2 separate regions of the Ovis aries genome follow, and region 1 is linked to region 2. Evidence: chromatin contacts called from public Hi-C data. All regions are on one chromosome and are shown on one strand. The core of a region is the stretch at or near the end of the contact, and the rest is flanking DNA. Distances in the headings are between cores, read along the strand shown. Region 1 overlaps ZAR1L (zygote arrest 1 like). Region 2 holds the start of N4BP2L1 (NEDD4 binding protein 2 like 1).

Region 1 (3,340 bases), core at 176-2,675, 170 kb before region 2:
CAGACTGTGTGTTGTGCCATTTTATAAAAACCTAGTGCAAATCCTATGACTGTTCCTAAAACACTGGAGAAAAAAGAAAGTATATTTAAAATCCATTTACTTTTTCCTGTTGAGAGACAATTGTTACATTTAAATTCTTATAAATGAATTTTTACTTTCAAGGAAGACCAAGAGGTTATAATGGTTAAATTAAAAGAACATTGTTCATTTTGTTTAATATCAGTCTATGTTCAGGAGAGGCTGCATAGCAAAACATTTAGATTTATTTCAAAACATTTTGATTTATTTATTTCTAATATAACATTTAGAAGTTATATTAAAATGGCCCAAGAAAAATGAACCTATACATATAATTTTAAAAGGCTGACATACTAAAATTTTAGTAGAAAAATAAGTTTTGTTTAAATCAACAGGACAGGAATTTGAGTGTGAATTCTGAACACAGCTGCTCAGCTTCTCTTCTGGAATTCAAATGAACAAGTTCTGTACTTCTTGACTTAGGTTTCTTTTTCTTTACCATTCCAGGTTTCTCTCTCAAAGGGTTAAATCTTTTGCTCTCACAGTTCATTCTATAGTAACATTATTTCGTTGGCATCAGTAGTCCTTAAAATCTTACATGATAATATGTATGTGATGTGTATGTGTATGTCAATCTATACAGTTTCTAACCTCGGTCAGTGTAGAAACAATGGAAAATTTCTTGGGTGCTGTAGATTGTCTGTGAATACAGACACGCTCAGTTGAAACACACACACACACACACACACACACACACACACGTACACACGTAGGATCCAGTCTTAAGAAGCAATTATTTGACTCAAACATTTTCCTAGTACATGAACTTGCGTCTTTGCAACGTTTAATCTGAAGGCACCTGTCCAACATAAATAATAAGAGAACATTCTAAAAATACCCACTTAAGGAATTAGGTGTGTACTGGAAATACAGTGCTACGAGGAGCCAGTTACGGGTTCTGTAGCTCAAACCACCGAAGGGAGAGTAGTTTCTCAGGAGAGCCCTCTCGGTTCACAGGTGATCTTCTCGTCGTGCGGGGACCTGGACCTGCTGGAGCATCAGACGAGCCTGGTGTCATCCGAGGACGGGGCCCGGGAGCAGGAGAACATGGATGACACCAACAGCGAGCAGCAGTTCCGGGTCTTCAGAGACTTCGACTTCCTGGATGTGGAGCTAGAGGACGGAGAGGTAGGCACAGGCTCAGTGAAAACCATCTGCTCAGCCTTTCTCTTTCTACCTGCTAAATAGTGAGTTCTTTAATTAGAAAGCTTGTAAACTTTATTTTGGATCAGTTTATTTAAAGTACAGCAGCTTAACTTGGGCAAAAGTCACCCCACCCTTCCTGTCTGAGCCCAGGGCCAAAGCGGTTCCAAGTTCTTTCTAAATGGCAGAGATCTGACTTTGAATGGCCACACGGAGACTGCGTGTGTGTCTAGTCCAAAGGTGAACTTAAAACCAGAAACATTGATGGTCTCAGCCTGTGCTCTGGTGCCTGGGAAACACAGGCAAAGCATTTAATTATTTTAAGCGTGAAGTTGCTCTTATGTGATGATTTCAAAGCTTGCCTGCTACAGCCTGTGATCGGAGCCCGAGGGCCTGGCATATTCGTGCTGTTTGAAATCCTCAGAACTTGAAACTAGATTTAACATATAAGAGCTCCTGGTTCTGCTTTTGGCTGGTTTTTGACACCTGGAGCATCTGAATTCAAGTCTGAACAGGCAGATGCAGATCTATGTATCTGAGTGATAATTGTGGTAATAAGGTGCTTCAGTTATGAGTCATGTTTTTGAAAACTGGGAGTGGAAGGAGCAGCATTGTTTCAGTAGCTTGGGGGCATATTCCAGCTGAAAGGCAGGCTTTTTCCTCCTGGGATGGACACTAAGTTCCCTTCAATGAGGTTGCCATCTGTAAGAATGCCTGCTCCCGAGCCTGGTGTGTGGTGGGCTCCACATTATACTTCCCAGACAGAGGGCTTTTGCCAGTCACACAGTTCAAATGGAAGCCCAGATTCCAAGCTCATCATATCCTATGGTAGTAGTAGTGTTAGTCACTCAGTTGTGTCAAGTCTGACACGACTTTGTAACACCTTGGACTGTAGCCCGCCAGGCTCCTCTGTCCATAGGATTCTCCAGGCAAGAATACTGAAGTGGGTTGCCATTCCCTTCTCCAGGCGATTTCCCAACCCAGGGATCGAACCTGGGTCTCTCGCATTGCAGGCAGATTCTTTACCATCTGAGCCACCAGGGAAGCCCTATGGCAGGTGGGCACCTCCTAATTATAAACTCGTGGGAAATGATACTTCAGGTAACTGCTTACCTTCCCTAAAAGAACACTTGCTGACCAATCCACTTAGGTCAAGGCGAGGTCACAGAGCTGTCCATTTTTGTCCTTACTGGCCACTGACGACCCTGGCTGGCTGTGCCAGCAAGGAAGAGTCATGTCCTCAGAATGAAGAATGTATCCTTCACCAATTCCTCCCCTGGAAACAGGTTTATCAGATCTAGCCCTTACTGACTGCAAGGCACCTTTAAAACATGTCAGCTCTTCACCTTGAATTTTCTTGAACCAGTAAAAAGTTCTGCAGTTTTCTGTGTTAACCATAACTAGCAATAAAGAAATCAACAAGTAAATGTGGTGAGAACTGTTTTAAAAGTGTAATGCAAAATACAGCTGTTTTGAATATTTTCAAAATGAGCTAGACGTATATGGAATGTCAAAAGATAATTTGGGCAACTGACCTCATCTTTGCTCTCAGGCTAGAATTCAAGCTTAGGTAGTACCCTTTTCACTCTGTAAGTTAAACTGAGGAGGGAAAATTGATGAAACAAGAGATGCATCTTTTTTTCAAGATCTTTTTCATACAAAGACAAATGGGCTGTGTGAAGGGATCTGGCAGGAATGCTATCAAGTAGAAGAATCAGACACAATTCCAGAACTAATTTTTATCAAAATAAGGAAAACCTTAGATGCTTATCATTTGAAAACAAATTTTGTGCTAATATTTGTCAGGGACAGCAAGTGATGGATACTATGCCTTCCTTCCAGTGTTTTCTCTATTGTCCTAGCCAACAAGAACTAGAAAAAAAAAATAGTGGTTGTTACCTTGTATGATTATGATTTTATAAGAAACACAAGAGTGTGATAGTATGTATTTTATCCAAATAGAATAAACTATTTGAGAATGTTACTTCTCCACAAGATTACAATAAGGGATTCTAGCCTGCTTACAGAGTCACAGATAGTCAAAGCAGGTCCAGCTCTGACTTTAGCTCAGCCTCTGACCCAGTTTAAGCCTCGAAGCAGCTTCTCTTGGCGTCCTCAT
Region 2 (3,130 bases), core at 338-2,837:
ACCAAGACAGAGAAAAGACCTATTAAAATGTGTGTGGTTCTTAGAAAAGGGTACCAATGGCCATTTGGAAGTCACTTGAATCTGTGAAAATGTAGCAATAAGGTTTCGCTAAAGGCAAATCAGCCACGAATCCTAATTAAAACTGGCAACACATCCCCAGGGCTGTCATCTTTCCCTGACCCTGAAGGACCCAGCCCTTCCTCCCACGTTCTTTGTGTACCATTCAAATCCGCTTCTGATTGTACGTTGCCACATGGATTCTTTTTCTAAGGTTCCACAGTTCGACGGCCAGCCCCCATGATTCTACAGCTAGCTAGCCTTATGTCTCTGGTGAGACGGAAACCTCTTTGAGGGCCAGGGACCACTTCTACTGAACACATACTACTGCCAGACACTGCGCTTTTGCAGGATAAGATATGGCCCCCACCTCCAAGAAACTTACAGGATAAACAAAACCATGTGCAAAACTGAGCACAGCTGCAGAGGTGTAAACAGGAAGCAGAGGAGCCCAGAGTACGAGGATAACAGACTTGAGTCTTAAGCGCTGTTGCAATCAGTTAGGGAAAGGGCAGAGGAGGGGCAAGCCAGGCAAAGGCAAACCAGGCAGGCGGGCCACCGTCAGCAAAGCCAAGGAGAGAAACAGTTCAACGCTGCAGAGTGGTGGGAGTTGAGGCTGGAGCGGCAGGCCTAGCAAGGTGGCCAAGGTAACAAGCCCGTGTCATTCACGCTGACCCGGGACCGGGGCAGCTGACGCAATTCGCAGGTAAACTAATTTGGGCGGCTTGGGCACAGTTTAAAGGCTGTGTCGGTGACGGCCTGCGAGGCCACGCGACCCCCTCCCAGGGGCACCTGTGCGCCTTCGCACTCGCCAAAGCACACGCGGGTCTGCCTCCACCCCCCAGATATTCTACGCAATCGCGCGCCCTGGCCCGGCCCCGACCCCCGGCCCCCGAGCGTGTCCGCTCCGGTTTAAAACGCCTGTTGACGCACTGTGGCGGGTGCCTGCGCGCCAGCGGGCGGCCCGGAGATCTTCTCTGCAGTCGCCATCCGGCTTTCCCGAAGAAGGCTGCCCTTGGGCCCCCGACCCCAAGCTGCGAGAGTCGGGGAGAAGGCGTCCAGCCCCGCTGTGCGGTGTGGGGCGGGGGTGGGGGGTCAGCGCGGGGGGCCGGTGCCATGGGGGCTCGTGCCAGGCGCGGTGCCGACCACCGTCCTCCCGCGCGGGCGCAGCCTGGGAACCCACGGCACGGGCCCCCGCGTCTCAGGCCCGCGGCCCGGCCGGGAACCGGGTGGCCCGGCTTCCCCTTGGCAGGCGCGGGCTGGACCGGAGCCCGACGGGGACTCGGCGCGCGGCGCATCATTACCTGGCCAGTGTAGTTTTCCCCGAGCCCGGGAGGCCTCGCAGGAGGTAGAGGTGTTTCCGAAAGCTGTGGCGGCGCGGAGGTGTCCCACGCGGGGGCGGCGGGGCTGGCGGCCGAGGAGGCGGCGGCTGCTGCTGCCTGAGGCTCAGCCTCCCAAAGGATTCAAGAAAACTCTCCTCCATGGGGTGGGGGCTGGCGGCGAGAGCCCAGCGTTCCCTTTCCTGAAGTCACGGTCTTGGCCAAAGCTGTTGTTTTTGTGGCTCTCCGGCCATGTGATAGATGGAGGGGCGGGCGCTCGCAGGCCAGCCCCTCCTTCCCACCCGCCCGAACCGCGCTGCGTGGGAGGGGTCGTCCCTACCTGGAAAGCCAGGGACGCTGGGAGACTGACATCCAGGAAGACCTCGGCGACCGACCTCCACTCCCCTCCACCGCCCACCCTCACCTCCAGCCCAGCCCGTGGCTCCCTGCGCCTGTCGCCCTGGGCCCACCGAACGGGACACTGGTCACTTCCCCGGGCTGCCCGCGTGGAAGGCAGGCCTTCTGCAAAAGCCCTACCCCATCCCACCGCCCACTAGGCCTTGAAAGTGAAATAATTTTAGTTGACGAAGAGAACGAACGTGAACAGCATTTTGAACATAACAGTAAAAACCATAGTTTTCCCCAGTTTGTGAGCACTAATATCTGGCTGGTGTCCCAGTGGCTAATGCCACTCTCCCAGGACCTGTATAATTACCACCCCACCCCCCTTTTTTTTAATTCTTCTTTATCAGCCTGCCAAAAATATTTTTAGAAAGCTTTGTTGCTTCTACATAACTTTAGAAATCTCTTCTTCAAAACAAGGCACCCCTTAAAACTCAGATAGATTTATGAACAGTAGTATAAACTAGGCCCTCTGAGAAAGAAGGGTTACTGCCCAGGTACACACTTTGTTGCCTGAAAAGATGTGGTCTCCCCAGAAACTATTTCAGCTCCCCAGGGAAAGGAGCAGTCTACTGACACTAGAGAGAAGCATCCAGAATTCAGTTCTAAGTTCTGGGACTGGTGAGTGCCAGTTGGTTGATCACCACAGTACTTTCCAATATTTCACACTCAAGAGTGTGATAGAAAGATCCTACTTTCTGAACTAAAATCCAAGAAGCGTGGACTGAAAGAGACAATATTGAAAATTAACATCATCCTGGAAAAAGCCAAGATATATGGTGGCTTGGGCTGTAATAACCATTGTAAAGCAAATACATTTTGTTTTTGGCAGCTAAGGTATGAAAATTTTGAAAAGGAACTGTGAAGAAAAGCAATTTACTTCTAAAACAAAACCCAGGAATTGCACAATGAGCTCTGGAAGGCACTCTCCAAGTAGGGAGGGGCTCTATGCTCAGAATTTCACCTTCCTCTTGGGGTTCTACTAGGGAGGGGCAGGGGAGGACAGGGAGGTGAGCTACTCTCTCTTGACATTTCCCTTCCCAGCACCAGAGCAAGGATTTTTGGCACTGCTGAGAAACACTGAAATTTCAAAAGCTTCTCTAAATATTAGGGGAAAACCATAAGGAACAGAGACTATAAATGAATCATAAAAATAGTGATGCTTATCATGTATGTATCCTATCATACTTCTATGTATCCTAGTATACTTCTTACAAGAACTTTTTGCCCAGCCTCAAATACTACCTTTTCTTTTTTTTTTTTTTTTTAAATACTACCTTTTCCATTCTAGATTTCTGTTCTCTAATACAGGAGTCACAAGCCACATGTGAAATATGACTGGTCCAGGTGAG

What was found. A called contact is a pair of places that touch in the nucleus more often than the background predicts.
Region 1: a Hi-C map of liver shows a contact between it and region 2, with 2.1 times the contacts expected there. The contact joins the enhancer-like site here to the promoter of N4BP2L1 in region 2. A contact is called at or near these places in 2 of 16 Hi-C or Micro-C datasets (liver and skin fibroblasts).

Annotation. Positions count from the first base shown.
Region 1 is chr10:29,057,741-29,061,080 of ARS-UI_Ramb_v3.0, reverse strand. It overlaps ZAR1L (zygote arrest 1 like), which reads right to left. Exons shown (of 8, transcript XR_009595259.1): 8 at 262-1,191. FRY (FRY microtubule binding protein) reads left to right here. Exons shown (of 64, transcript XM_042254804.2): 53 at 1,036-1,206. Among named protein-coding and RNA genes, the nearest start is that of ZAR1L, 90 kb to the right of the region's middle. Within about 2 kb of position 1,425, at least 14 of the 54 cell types and tissues checked have an H3K27ac peak or open chromatin away from gene starts, as enhancers often do. A contact at or near this core is called in liver, where this site is marked.
Region 2 is chr10:28,889,904-28,893,033 of ARS-UI_Ramb_v3.0, reverse strand. It overlaps N4BP2L1 (NEDD4 binding protein 2 like 1), which reads right to left and starts at 1,587. Exons shown (of 4, transcript XM_027973025.3): 1 at 1,362-1,587. The coding sequence starts at 1,540. It overlaps LOC105616164 (a long non-coding RNA gene), which reads left to right and starts at 615. Exons shown (of 2, transcript XR_009595260.1): 1 at 615-763.